Linked DNA regions of Macaca mulatta: region 1 is linked to region 2. Evidence: chromatin contacts called from public Hi-C data. All regions are on one chromosome and are shown on one strand. Each heading gives the region's core, a stretch centred on a gene start, on an enhancer-like site or on the middle of the called end of the contact. The rest is flanking DNA. Distances are from core to core; before and after follow the strand shown.

Region 1 (3,061 bases), core at 77-2,576, 390 kb after region 2:
AACACCCCACCATTCCGCCACTGACTTAACCAGTGAGTGTTCAGGTACCTACCTGTGTCTGTCCTCACTGTAAATGATCCCCCTGCTGAGGACTCCCAGGCGTACTGCTCATCATCGTTATGTTTGGTGATCACAGTTACTTTCTCAGCAACCAAATAAGCAGAATAAAAACCAACACCGAACTGGCCAATCATGGAGATATCTGCACCAGCCTGCAAAGCTTCCATGAACGCTTTGGTCCCAGACTTGGCGATAGTACCAAGGTTATTGATCAAGTCAGCCTTGGTCATCCCAATTCCAGTATCCACAATAGTGAGGGTTCGATCTTGTTTATTTGGTATCAGGTTAATATGCAGCTCTTTCCCAGAGTCTAATTTACTGGGATCCGTCAAGCTCTCATAGCGGATTTTGTCCAATGCCTATTAACACAAAATATTAATTAAGCATACAGCCCCCAAGAAGTTCATATTGAAACCAAAATCCTATTCTGGGTTAATAAACGACTTACATCTGATGAATTTGAAATTAGCTCTCTTAGAAAGATCTCTTTGTTCGAATAAAAAGTATTGATAATCAATGACATCAACTGGGCAATTTCTGCCTGAAAGGCGAACGTCTCAACCTCCTCCTCCTCCATCGGTTGGTCCTGGGTCTGCGTTTCCTCAGGCATCTGGAACGACACCGCGCCGGTTTAAAACCCTGCAGGGCGTCTACAGGGGCAACACGAGATTCCATCGCGTCCTCCCAATATTTTTAAAGCCGGATTGCAGATTTGCGAAGTTTAAGTAAACCGAAAATAGAAGGGCGGCTGACAAAGGATGACCTCATTTCGGAGCGCGGTAACTACCACGAGCGTGTGCGCGCTTCCGGGAGGCCACTGCAGGCCCGGCCCAGTCCCGCGCCGCGGTCCCCAACCGACACCCCGTGTGCCCTCCCGCGCGGGCCGCGGCTCCGCCAGGGCGGCCTCCTCCGCCTGCGCCCCAGCTGGGCCGCCCGGGGGGCCCCCAGCCAAAGGGCCGCTCTGCTCGCGTGCGGCGCCAGCTCCGGGGCTGCCGCGGAGACTCGGGGAGCAGCCGCCCAGCCCATTCCTGAGGCGGGCTGCGGAGACAGCAGCGGGCCCACGGCCTCCGGAATAGGCAGCGCGGCCTCCCGGGAGAGCGGCCCTGGCGGGTTCAGGGCTCCCGTTCGGCCCCCACAGCCTCCGCTCCGCGCCAACCGCCCCCACTCCCCAATCCACCTCCACAGGCCCCCACAACCGCCCCTCACACCTTGGCTAAAAGGCTGCAAACGTTCCACGGCACAGCAGCACCAAGACGCTGAAGCAACTGACGCGCCGCCCCCGCGCCTGCCTTATATAGCGACGGGCCCGCCCAGCGCGCGGCGCTTTTTCCAGAAGCCTCCCGAACCTTCCGGAAGAACCCTCCCCAACCGCCGCCGCGGCCGCGCGCCTGCGCCTGCGCCCTCGCCGTGGCCCGCCCCTCCCGCTGGCGCGCGCAGGCCCTGCTCATGGCCCAGCCCGGGAAACCTTCCCTCAATCACCGCCCCGCGCCTCTCGCACGCCCCCGCGCCGACCTCAATGCGCCTGCGCGGCCTGGAATTCTCGGGAAGGTCCGGGCGCCTTCTGGGGCCGCCCGCGCCCTCCTCCCTGCACTCCCACCTGCCGAGCGCGGGCGGAGGGCACGCCCGGGCGTGGGGGCCTTTGAAGTGAGGTGTAGTTTGGTCACCCGGGCTGCGCAGAATGCGGGGCTGGGGCGGGAGGCGCGCCTGGAGGGAGGGCCGTGCGTGGACGGGGAGCGCCCCGGGTCTCGCACGCCCGGGAGACTACCGGAGCCGTCATCCTCACGGACGGCGCGCCCGCTGCCAAAAAATCCAGCCGCAGGCGGCGCCGGGATCGCGGGGCTCTGCTCCCTGGGGGCCTTTGGGCTGTTGGCTTCTAGCTGCTGCGCGCAGGGGACGCCGTCCCGCGGCCTGCGCGCTCGGGGAGTCTCCAGACCCACTGCTGGCTCAGGAGCGCTCCCTACCTTTGGGTTCCCCGGAAGCCATGTCCTTCACACTTCAGGGTCCCTTAGCTTGGGAATCGGGCCCTTGGTGAATAAATTCATGCTTACCCAGCTACACCCGGCATGCTTTTTAAAAGCCCATCGTTTTGCCGATCGATTTGAGGTCTCCAAATTAAGTATCTAACACTTGACATTTTGGTGATTAACCTTCCCTAAAAGACAGGTTTGGTGTTTTTTTGTTTTTGGACAGGCTGTCCCTCTGTCGCCCAGGCTGGGGTGCTGTGGCACAATCTTGGCTCACCGCAGCTTCGACCTCCCGGGCTCAGGTGATCCTCCTACTTCAGCTTTCCGAGTAACTGGGACGAGCGCGGGCGGAGGACCACAAGCGCGGACACCACACCCGGCTAGTTTTTGTATTTATTTGTATAGTTGGGGTTTCACCATGTTGCTCAGGCTGGAAGAACCAGTTTCTACATGAGAATTTTCAGATATTTTGGTCAAGGCCAGCTATGAGAACCTTAGAGGTGTTGGGGTTCCTTAGACTTGGCTCCCATGCCTCGTCCATGTCCTCTTCCTCTCTGGCGCCTCCCATGATTGGGCCTCCTCCTGCCTAAACTCATAGCCAGGTCCTCGGAATAATCTGGAAGCTCCTTACCGTGTAAACAAACGACGGAACTACCTCCGCTTCCTGGTCTCTAGGGAAACCAACTTACTCAGGAGCAGGGGTTTTCAGACTGCGGCCTGGGACCCTTTAAGAGTGTGTGAAATCAACATAAAGCGTCTTGCCCAGCATTACAAAGCGGGGTGGATGGAAACTAGCAGCCACGTGGCGCGGGCCCCAGCGGTGGTTACTGGGTGTGTGCCGGCTCCCGTGATAGCTGTTCCGCAGCCTTGGGGGGCGCCCCCGGCCCAGGCCTTCCCTACACTGCAGCCGGGACCGGCGGGGAGGAATCCGGAAGCAGGCGTGGCGGTGAGCAGGTCGCTGAAGGGGCGCAAGGTCTTCCCTGGCGAGTGCCTCCTCCGCCTGTTTCCTTCCTGTCACCACCAGCCACTGTCCCCAC
Region 2 (3,169 bases), core at 189-2,688:
CGCGGCAGTTCGTTGAAAACTCGGGAGCCTGGTTTCAGCTAGGGCCTGGGGCCTCCCCCGCCCATGCAGGGGTCGCGGGAGCAGGGGTTCGGCCTCCTTCCCAGGCCGTGGCGGCACCGCCCCGGGGGCAGGGACACGGGCGAGCTCCCGCTGAGCCGCACTTCCTGGGCGAGGCCGCCGCAGGCAGCGCTGGAGGCACGTGCGCCGAGGGCCTCCTCTTCCGCCCCAGCTTGACATGCAGCCCTGGGTGGGGTGAAAAGCTGCTGGCGCCGGATTCCTGCCCCAAACTCCCTTCAGGAAGAAATTCAGGAGGCCCAGGCCGAGAGAGGAGGCTCCCCGGCAAAAAGGGAAGGACTGGGCAGCGGCAGCAGGAACCACGGCCCGAGGGGTGAGAGCTTCTGGGCTCTGAGAGCCTGACCCTGACTTCCCTTTGCCAGTGAACACGACCTCTCCAGGTCCGATTCCTCCACCGCAGAACGGAGGGCATGGTGCTGGCAGGAGGTTGTACCGACCTCAAGGCCATCTCGAGGGCTCAAGGAAACGCCTACCACGCATGGCCCTTGGACAGAGCTGGTAAATATTGGCTGTCACTGAGTTCAAGGCCGCAGGGAACATGGCAGAGTGGCCCAGGTGTCAGCACAGGCCTTGTGCATGAGGAAGCGCTGGGGGAAGGGAAGACCTCTCCACCCCCTGGGACAGGACTCCGGAAGTCCCGCCCAAATTCCCCTCCAGCTCCCCCTCTAACCTAAGCCCCGGGTGCTGTGCCATATCCCCAGCACCCAGCACAGTGCCTGGCGCACAGAATGACTGCCCACAGGGGCAGGGGCTGCAGAGAACCGCAGGGATACAGCCGACCTGCAGGCCCGGTAACAACTAGGTTTTTAAAATCCAGAATGAGGCCCTGCCGTTCACATGGAGGCATGAGGGTTGGGTCTGGCGCCACACGCACACGCACACGCACACACACGCACACGCACACACACGCACACAAAACAGGGTCTGTCGTCTCCGTTTCGAAGGCCCCGAATCCCTGGCAGTCCTCAGCCCAGCTGCAGCAGGGACCAGCTTCCTTAGCTGAACGATGATCCCCCTCGAGGCATCAGAGACAGGAGCTAGTTCTGAAGAGTCCGGGACAGGTGTAGTGAAGATGCCTGTCCAGTGAAATCCTCCCCTTTAATGAGGAGGCTGCCTACCACAGGGGCCAAGGAACTGAAACGGAGCAAGAAGGGGCCCCAGGCAATTCACCACCAGCAGGGCCTGTGAGTCCTTGAGCCCCGCGTAAAAAATTGAGCTGGGCGTAATCTAAGGTGTAATTGTACCATTTGGCCGCCAGAGGGCGCTCAATCATCATCTTTGCTTTTAGTATCTCAAATTACGCAGCAGAAAACTTCCTGCGCATTCAGCACATGCAAGCCACTGTTGGGTGTTTCTTGCGTCAGCTCAATTCTCACAACCAACCATGAAGTATTTGTTGTTGCCCTTACACAGCCGAGAATCTGAGGTTCAGAGTATTTGAGTAACTTGCCTGAGGTCACACAGCAGTAACTCTTAGAAGCAGGACCGAGCCCAGGTCTTGTCTCCAGAGGCTGCACTGTGCACCCCCATACTGCTTCCTGTTGGACCTGTATGATACTGCATGCATTTAAGTTCATGTTCTAGCAAAATATCTCCCTGTATAAGGTGCCAGACTTTAATTTGAAATGCTAGGGGCGCACACAGTGCAGCAGAGAGGAAAGTCCTCTGTTTTGTCCCAGAAGTTTGGGTCTGACCCTGTAGTAGGGTGTGCTTGTGCCAGCTCACGAGCAGACCATTACGGTGCGGGGTGCGTAGTAGGACCGACCCTCTGGGCTCCCTCATCCCCACCAGTGCTCACATGCTCCTGATCGCCGAGGACAGCCATCCTGGACCTCCCCAAGCCATCACGCAGGCCATCTGGGAAGGGAATACGCCCAGGAGCTCTGCCTCTGAGCTGTTGGAATTGCATGCCCCAGGGTGGGCTCGGAGAGAAGGGAAACACACAGCGTATTGTCCAGGTGAGTGAGGGGGTCCTGGGCCCGATATGGGGGCTGCTGTAGGGTTAGCTGAGAAAGGGCCTCATGGCTCCAGCCAAGGAGTCTTCCCTATTCACCCAAACCTGGAAGCTTCATGTGGTTCTGGAGACCCAGCTCTGAGAAGACACCAGCTCCAGTGGGCGGAGGCCACATTTGCATCCTCCGGCTTTGCAAAGTCCTGCCACATAGCAGTGGGCTCCGTAAATACTCAGAGGTAAAGAGAGGGTGAGAAAGAGAAAGGGAAGGATGAAGGGAGGGAGGTTCAGACAGAGGGTGGAAGGGCAAAGACCAGCAGAGTCCATCTGGGCCCCACAAGCGGATCCAGGGAGCTAGCATGAGGCGCGGCTTGTGGAGGAGGGTGAGTCTGGACAGCAGTGGGCCACCCGTTTAGGCTTTGTCCCGGGAGTCTGGGTCTGACCCTGTGCCAGCTCACAAGCAGACTGTTAACGTTTTCAGGAATTCTGCAGATCGCTGTTATGCACAGCCATTATTAAAGATTACAGTATATTCAAAAACAGGTAATACATACCCAAAACTTTCTAACATTTCACTATACTGTATTGTTTCCTCTGCCGTTTCCTCTGGGCGGTGCGTCTGCACAGTAGAGCCTGTGTGACGATGTGCCACTGATCTCTTCCCCACGGCATAGTCAGTGACTTCAGATTGGTAGTTTGAAATTGGCCATGACAGGCAGATTGACACCACGGAAACTGGCAAACACTGCCAATCAGGGCTTTTTATCCAGAGCAGTCGTTAAACATTTACACATAAGTGCACTACTGCCCATAAGGGGCAGCATGGTCGGACTGCACTTTTAAAAGGTCTTGAGGGCAGGGGAACCAAGAGGCGTTCAAGTAAAGGAGTGAAGAATCAGAGCGTCATGCAGTTTAGCAACTTGGACCAGGACACGTTTGAAAGCCCAAGTACCTTGGAGGAGCCATTGGCTGACATCCAGACGGCAGAAAGAAAGCCGCCCCAAATCAGGCCCTCTCCTTCAGTGCCAAGGAGCACGGTCTAGATGGCTTTTAAACACACGGGAAAATAATCCCCACCAGGACACAGTCCTGCCACCCTGAATCCCAGCCTGCCCCAGGGTATCTGTCTGCTGCTTCTGCCAC

Evidence for each region. A called contact is a pair of places that touch in the nucleus more often than the background predicts.
Region 1: a contact with region 2 is called in a Hi-C map of liver, with 3 times the contacts expected there. The contact joins the promoter of HSP90AA1 here to the enhancer-like site in region 2. A contact is called at or near these places in 3 of 14 Hi-C or Micro-C datasets (fetal cortex germinal zone, fetal cortical plate and liver).

What each region holds. Positions count from the first base shown.
Region 1 is chr7:175,439,182-175,442,242 of T2T-MMU8v2.0, forward strand. HSP90AA1 (heat shock protein 90 alpha family class A member 1) reads right to left here and starts at 1,327. Exons shown (of 11, transcript NM_001195667.1): 1 at 1,269-1,327; 2 at 509-670; 3 at 53-419. The coding sequence starts at 670.
Region 2 is chr7:175,050,518-175,053,686 of T2T-MMU8v2.0, forward strand. No RefSeq gene overlaps it. Among named protein-coding and RNA genes, the nearest start is that of PPP2R5C, 55 kb to the right of the region's middle. Within about 2 kb of position 1,439, at least 23 of the 40 cell types and tissues checked have an H3K27ac peak or open chromatin away from gene starts, as enhancers often do. A contact at or near this core is called in liver, where this site is marked.